2 separate regions of the Rattus norvegicus genome follow, and region 1 is linked to region 2. The links are chromatin contacts, called in public Hi-C maps. All regions are on one chromosome and are shown on one strand. Each heading gives the region's core, a stretch centred on a gene start, on an enhancer-like site or on the middle of the called end of the contact. The rest is flanking DNA. Distances are from core to core; before and after follow the strand shown. Region 1 overlaps Cfap70 (cilia and flagella associated protein 70). Region 2 holds the start of Ppp3cb (protein phosphatase 3 catalytic subunit beta).

Region 1 (3,523 bases), core at 29-2,528, 120 kb before region 2:
GTGCTAGGTTTGTGCAGACTATAAAAGCGGACAATAAAAGACTGAATGACCCTTACCCTCATGGAATTTATACACAAGGAGTAAGGGTGCAACATAGACAGGGAAAGCAATATGGAACATGTTCCAGGCTCACAAAACCCTGTCTTTCCAAAGCCTTGGTTTAATCTATTAATCCTATTACAGTAACATGCAGTCTAGCACATCTGCAGGTAAGCCTAAGTTAATTAGATTGAGCTGAATCACTCATTTTGACCTAGATAAAAATGATTGTTTCTTATGGTACCTCTGGTAAGACAATAAGGCAGGGTCAGGGGAAATCAGTATCTGAAAATACTGAGCAACAGGGGACTTCTGTGGCCAACCAATCATCCTGGGTTCCCTGGGAACTGAGCGGTCAGTACATCAGGACCCCAAAAAAGTCCTAGGCAAAGAACCACAAATGGGTCACATAGGGGAAACAGCCACATAAAACTGGATTAGACACAGAATAACAGATTTGACTTGATAGGTCACTTCTAATTATAAAACTTGAGGGGAAGGCTCTGTGTCTAGGCTGCTCTCCAACTCCGGATCTAATATGATCCTTGTCTCAGTCTCCCAGTGCCGGGAACCATGGCAGAAGCCACCACACCCTATCGTTTTATTTTAGGGATCCACATGTTTACCTTCTCAAGTTTGCCTGGCTTGGCTTTGGGTACAACGATCAAAGGCACTCTTGTGATCTCCACGGGCCAGAGTCGGCAATCAGCAATTCGCTTCTGAAAACTGCAAATTAAAAATCAGACCATCAGCACTATCTGCAAACGCAAATGGCACAGCTTAAAAGGAAACATTCTTTTCTAGGAAATTATGAGTAAAATGAGCTGGGGATATGGCCCAGTTGGTCAAGTGAGTGTTTCTCTAGAAAGTAATGGAATACGTGTGGGGTGTGTGTGTGTGTGTGTGTGTGTGTGTGTGTGTGAGTATGTGCATGAGAGACACACAAAGACAAGGACAGAGAGACAGAGAATGTCTGTCTTAATAGGCAGACGGGTTTATGTTTGTTTGAGAGACTAGGATAGCCCCGCTTGGTTTCAAACTTAGAACCCTTCTATTTTAAGCTCCTGGAAACCTGATTAGAGATGCCCACCACCATGCCTGCCTACACTGCTGATTTAAATTGTTTTATTATTTTGAATCATGTGCATGTATATGCATGTTTCTGTGCATGTCAGTGCAGTGCCTGGGGGTGGCACTGAATGCCCTAAGTCTGGAGCTCCTGGCACTTTCAAGCTGTCTGATGTGGGTGGTAGAACTGATCCAGTGTCCCCTGGCAGCACAGACAGTCATAATAGCTCAACCACTTCTCCAGCCCAGCTGGTTGATTTTTAGAAAACCTTCCTAGGTTTATAGATTTATAAAAATAATTTTTAAAATGCTAACAATCTCAAAAAATACATCTTTAAGTGCCATATGGCAACCTAAGCTCAACAGGAGGCTAACACAAGAGGATCACAAGTTTGAGGGCTGCACAGTGAGCTCCAGGCCAGTCTGGGATACATAGCAAGGCCCTGTCTCAAAACCAAACAAACACCGGGGAGGTGTGGGGTGGTGGTGCATGCCTTTAATCTTAGCACTGCTGGACAGGAGCTGGATTTCAGACAGCCTAGCCTCATCTACACAGGGAGATCCTATCTAAATAAACAAAACACTGAAAATTGGCCAGTATAGTACCAGGAAATAAAAACTAAATTTTGACAAATTTTTTGAAACTAAGAGTTGAAAATTTCCAGGGAACCCAGATATAAGGGCTACCTGTTCTAAGGGTCGGCGCCCTGCAGGAGGGAAACCTCATGCTTCAAGGAGGGATGGAGAGTAAATGGTTTGAAATACTCCCCAGTGGCCAGTGTTGTTTGTTTGTTTGTTTGTTTGTTTGTTTGTTTGAGGCAGGATCTCACTATGTAGCCCTGGTTGACCTGGAACTTTCTGGGTAGAACAGGCTGGTCTCGAGCTCACAGATCAAGTTCCGTGAGGTTAAATTATCTCCGATCATGGACCCTGGATGAGTGGCAGGTCCTGCACTCCTGAAGCTTCCACTGTGTCGTTACACCTCACCAAACGTGCCCACTAACCAGTCTCACTACAGCTGCCCTGCAAAAGGAGAAGTAACGTTTTTTTCTCAGACAGGAAACCAGCCAGCAGCCCTGACCGGTGAGGAAAGGCTCTACATGTGTGTTAATGAGCAGACAGAAAGTGCTAAAGGTTACAGAGAAACAAAATACTGAGTCGTAAGTTCAAATCCATAGAACACGAGGAAAACGCCCAAACATTTAATTAAAGTAAAACAACTAAAACTTTGTCTTATTCTTTTTTTTTTCTTTTTTTTCTTTTTTTTCGGAGCTGGGGACCAAACCCAGGGCCTTGCGCTTGCTAGGCAAGCGCTCTACCACTGAGCTAAATCCCCAACCCCACTTTGTCTTATTCTTAATTGATCTAATGGATTAGTATGTGCTCAAATTAACGTGAGCAACAGTTTATCCTCAGCAAAATCAAGTCCATCAGCATGTGAAAGGAATTACATGTGACCAGGTAGACCTCTGAAATATCTGCCCAATTTTTAAAAAAATAAATGTTAAACTATTCTGGGAAAAAATTAATGTTTTTAAAAAGCCAGAGCTGAGGGGTTGGGGATTTAGCTCAGTGGTAGAGCGCTTGCCTAGCAAGCGCAAGGCCCTGGGTTTGGTCCCCAGCTCCAAAGAGAAAAAAAAAAAAAAAAAAAAAAAAAAAGCCAGAGCTGAGGCCTGTGATGGCAGTTGACAACCCTTGGTTCCTCACCTGTGAGCAGCTCTCTAGAGCAGAGAGAGGTATGTGCAGAGTATCAAGCCCCTGACTCTCCCTATAATAATATGCTGATTCAGGCTGGTGACAATGTATCCAACTGAAACAATGTCTTTTCTAGCATCAATTTCATCTAGAGATGACCCATAAGATATACAAGAGGCTATTAGGTTTCTGGTTTCTAGGCGCGTTTGGGGGCAGGGCAGACAGAAAGCCTCATAACATCTAAACCGCTAGCACGTGAGCTTTTGAACCCACACACTCCCTTCAACCACTTTCTGGAACAAGCCAGGGCTCCAGCAATCCTTTTGGCTTTTTAACTTCACATGTTTGAGTGTTTTGCCTGCATGTATGTATGTGTGCCACAAGCCTGTCTGGTGTCCGCAGAGGTCAGAGGATGGCATCGGATTCCCCGGGATGGAGTCACAGATGGCTGTGGGCTACCATATGGATGCCGGGAATCAAACCCGGGCACTCTTGTAGAGTAAAGGTGCCCTTAACTGCTGGGCTAGCTCTCCAGCCGAGCGTGTGGGGGCATACGGGTCTTTGTGTCGCAGGGATGAGCTAAGGGAGCTGGCATGTTAAGCACACACAGTTGTTCCATGGGAAGGAATGCAAAGCGTGTTTTCTGTCAGAAGGCAGGAAAGGACACGTTTCTAGTCTAGTGGCCTCTTCGAAATCCAGAGCCAGCAGCAGACCTTTCTCC
Region 2 (3,642 bases), core at 180-2,679:
CCAACCACATAAGCCTAGGTTTGAATATATTTGGTCATGCTTTAAGAACCAAAAAGTGCAGACTGAAAACAGAAAACACATAGGTGGGCAGTGAGTGGTGGTGCACACCTTTAATCTGAGCTCTCAAGTGGCAGAGGCAGGCAAATCTCCTCTAAGTTTCAGGCCAACCTGGTCTACAGGTTCCGTTCCAGGACACAGAGTATCTCGGGAAAACTACCACGAAACACACACACACACACACACACACACACACACACACACACACACACGCTCGAGAAAAGGGTTTCTTGTTTTAAATATTTTAATGGCAAACCACAGTCACAGTTCAAAACAAAACTAACAGTATTTAAACAATGTGCCAGTCTGTACTTGACACTGTATTTGAAAATTAAAATAACTTTAAAGAAAAATAATTTCAGTTCTTACTAATATCCACAGTATTAGTGTAGTAGATGTGGTAGCTCTCTTTGAGAGCTTGGACTTTTAAAGAACTCTCAACTGCCTCTCAATTTATCTTAAATAAATCTGTTTATCTGTACACAAACGTCCATTATCTCCTCCCTCCTTGGCACAGAAGAATTTCACTTTTTTTCTAAAGAGTATAACGCGTGTTTAGAGACGATACGTAAAACCCTTTCTGTTACGTGCTGACGGTTTTTAAAATAACTACCACTTCCTATACATGCGACTTTTCTGGGGGGGGGGGGGGAGGAGTTGTCCTCTCTGCAATACTGCCCTGCAGCTACGTCTGGGTTCCTAAGTCACGCCTGGATCCTTCACTCTTGTCCAGTCCCATATGGTTTTCCCCAATTTCCGCGCCGGGTGGCACCTGAGGACCGAGCGCAAACACCCTGCTGTTGGCGCTCGCAAGGCGCTGTCACCCGGGAGCAGGCGTGGGCCAGAACCCGGACGAGTCCGCCGGCGTGAAGCTAAGGGAATCCGGGGCCCCACGGTGCGCCCCGGCCAGCCGGAGTGCAGCTGTCGATGAGCCGGAAGCTCAACACGGGCACTGCGCCGGTAACAGGCAATGCAGGAAAGAAAGGGGCTCGCTGCGGCGGACCGCCCTAACCCCGCGTTAGCGACACCCCGCACAGAACCCCCGCCCGGGCCTGCAGGGCGAGCGGGAGACGGCCGAGCAGCCAACGCCTGGGCCCGGCCCAGCGGGGACCCGCCCAGGGGCCACTCCCCAAGGGAGGCAGCCAGTCACTCGCCCGCCCCGCCGGGCCGGCTCCGGAGGGGACGGACTCCCGCCCGCCTTCACACCGCGCCTCACGCCAGGCCCCCAGGGCTTCGGGTACCTCTCACCTTTGACGACGCGGTCGGCCCCGAGGGGGGGCGGCGGGGGCGGGGGAGGGGGCGGCGCGGCCCGGGCCGGCTCCGGGGCGGCCATGCTGGGCCCGGGGCTCGGCTAGGTGCCGGGCCGGGCGGGGTTGGGGGCGGGGGCGGCGGCTACCAGAGCCGAGCGGCGGCGCCGCCGGGGAACATGGCGGACCCTCTTTCCCTTCAGAGGGGCTAAGACCGTCATGCACCGCGCGTGCGGGGGCGGGGGCGGGACAGGCTCCAGGGACTTGAGCAAAATTACCGAAGCTACTACAGAAACGGGAGCAGTCCAAGGGACCAGGTGAAAATTCCTGACATGCAGAAAGACAAGCCAGTAAAGAGAAGGGTGCAGACTAGACTTAGGGACTGTTGATGAGTGCAAGGTAAAAAGAACATTTTTCTGGCCTCTTTGGAGCCCAGGGAAATGAAGAGATGTAATGTGACCTCAGAATTTCCCACTATTAGACAAATATATGACAATTTATCTACAAAATCTGAGTAGGGACAAAAATGAAAGAAGCATTGGAAAATGTAAAGAGTAGCATTATTGGTGCGAGAGATGGCTCAGTGGTTAAGAGCACTGTCTGCCCTTCCAGAGGTCCTGAGTTCAAATCCCAGCAACCACATGGTGGCTCACAACCATCTGTAATGAGATCTGGTGCCCTCTTCTGGTGTGTCTGAAAACAGCTATAGTATGCTCATATATAATAAATAAATAAACTTTAAAAAAAAAAGGAAGAGTGCTATTATCATTTAAAATGGAATTTGTCCTTTACTGCCAGACCTCAGGAGGCAGAGGTAGCCACTCAGGGCAACAAAGTGAGACTGTCTCAACAAACGGGAGGGGGGCATAGAGGGTTGCATAGAATTCCAACCCTTGGTTTGGGTTTGGAAGAGTCCAAAGGCACATAAATTCAGCTGACAAAGTCTAAGCACCATGATTTAAGAACCAAAAGGAGTCAAGGGAAGTAGGGAATGACATCAAGAGATATTCAGAAACCTGTTAAGATTCACCTGGAAAGGCTATGGGCTTTCTTAATTCATTGGGCAAATACATTTGAAGTTAGAGAGATGGTCCAATGGATAAAGGTGCTTGCAGCCAAGGTGGGTGACCTAAATTCCTTGGGATGAATCCACTTGGTGGAAGGAGTCAATGGAAAGAAGGAATAGATTCCTTCAAGTCTGACCTCTGCTAAAACGTTGAGTAAGTAAGTAAGTAAGTAAGTAAGTTAAATGTAATAGAAAAGTTGGAAAGCGGACACTAAGTAGGTAGAAAACTGAAGTTAGTTCCTTATCTGTATATACACAGAATTTGGGTGTGGGCAACTTACATATCCAGGTCGGCTAGCGTCCATAAGGCCAAGAAACAAGAAGAGATTGTTCCATCAATAACTATCGGTTACTCTAAGATGGCTCAGGCTGTAAAGGCACCAAACCCAATTATGGAACCACAGGGCACACACGGTAGAAAAAGAGAGCTGACTGCTACAATGTACTCTGGCCTTCATGCGTCTGTCTCATATATATGCAGCCACTGCAATTCTTATAAAAGGTTAGAGGAGTATGTATGACACGAATGGTGTTGAAAGGTTCAGGGGCCAATATATCTAAGGCCCATGTGTCTGTTACAGCATCCAAATAGGATGAAACAAGAAAGTCCTCTGTATCCTATCAATAACATACATGCTCAGAATCTGTCTACAATGATTAGGAAGGCAGCAGAACAACATTCTCAGCATCCGTTGTCTCTTTCTGTTCATCAGTGAGACCAAGATCTGGAGTAAATAAGGAGGGAAAACCCAATAGACATTCGTTGCAAAGGGAACCTACAAAATTATTTTCTTTTGTATGTATATATGTTTTGCCTGCATGAATGTGCACCACATGTGTTCAGTCTGCATGGAGGGCAGAAGAGAGAGTTATATTCCTTGGAACGAGACCTACCAAATGTGGTGTTGAAAACTGAACCCATGTACAATGAATGAACAGCCTGTTCTCTTAACCTTTGAATGGCTCCAGCCACTACAAAATACTTTTTAAAGGAAATCGACTTTTGGGTCATGGGTGAAGCTAGATCTCATCATCACAGAGATGTTCTAACTCTTAAGGGGAAAGGAAGGGGAATGGGGCCATAGGAAGGGAGCAGGGCACATCGCACACCTGTAATGCAGAGAGGAAAGGCACCAAGACTGGTACTGTGCTGGGAGTGGAGTGTGTAAGGCACTGAGTGTCCCAGGCAGTTAACAGAGGGACAGTTAACACACTTGTACCCATAGCAAAAGGGAAAGGTTTACATAAGGACATGTGGACTCCATATTTTTA

The links. Hi-C and Micro-C count contacts between places; a contact is called where the count stands out from the background.
Region 1: a contact with region 2 is called in a Hi-C map of psoas muscle, with 1.7 times the contacts expected there. The contact joins the enhancer-like site here to the promoter of Ppp3cb in region 2. A contact is called at or near these places in 2 of 12 Hi-C or Micro-C datasets (the Rat2 cell line and psoas muscle).

The regions. Positions count from the first base shown.
Region 1 is chr15:3,922,021-3,925,543 of GRCr8, reverse strand. Cfap70 (cilia and flagella associated protein 70) reads right to left here. Exons shown (of 29, transcript NM_001108370.2): 9 at 666-765. Among named protein-coding and RNA genes, the nearest start is that of Cfap70, 22 kb to the right of the region's middle. Within about 2 kb of position 1,278, at least 3 of the 93 cell types and tissues checked have an H3K27ac peak or open chromatin away from gene starts, as enhancers often do.
Region 2 is chr15:3,807,049-3,810,690 of GRCr8, reverse strand. Ppp3cb (protein phosphatase 3 catalytic subunit beta) reads right to left here and starts at 1,429. Exons shown (of 14, transcript NM_017042.2): 1 at 1,306-1,429. The coding sequence starts at 1,390. It overlaps LOC103693236 (a long non-coding RNA gene), which reads left to right. Exons shown (of 2, transcript XR_005493820.2): 1 at 1-1,294.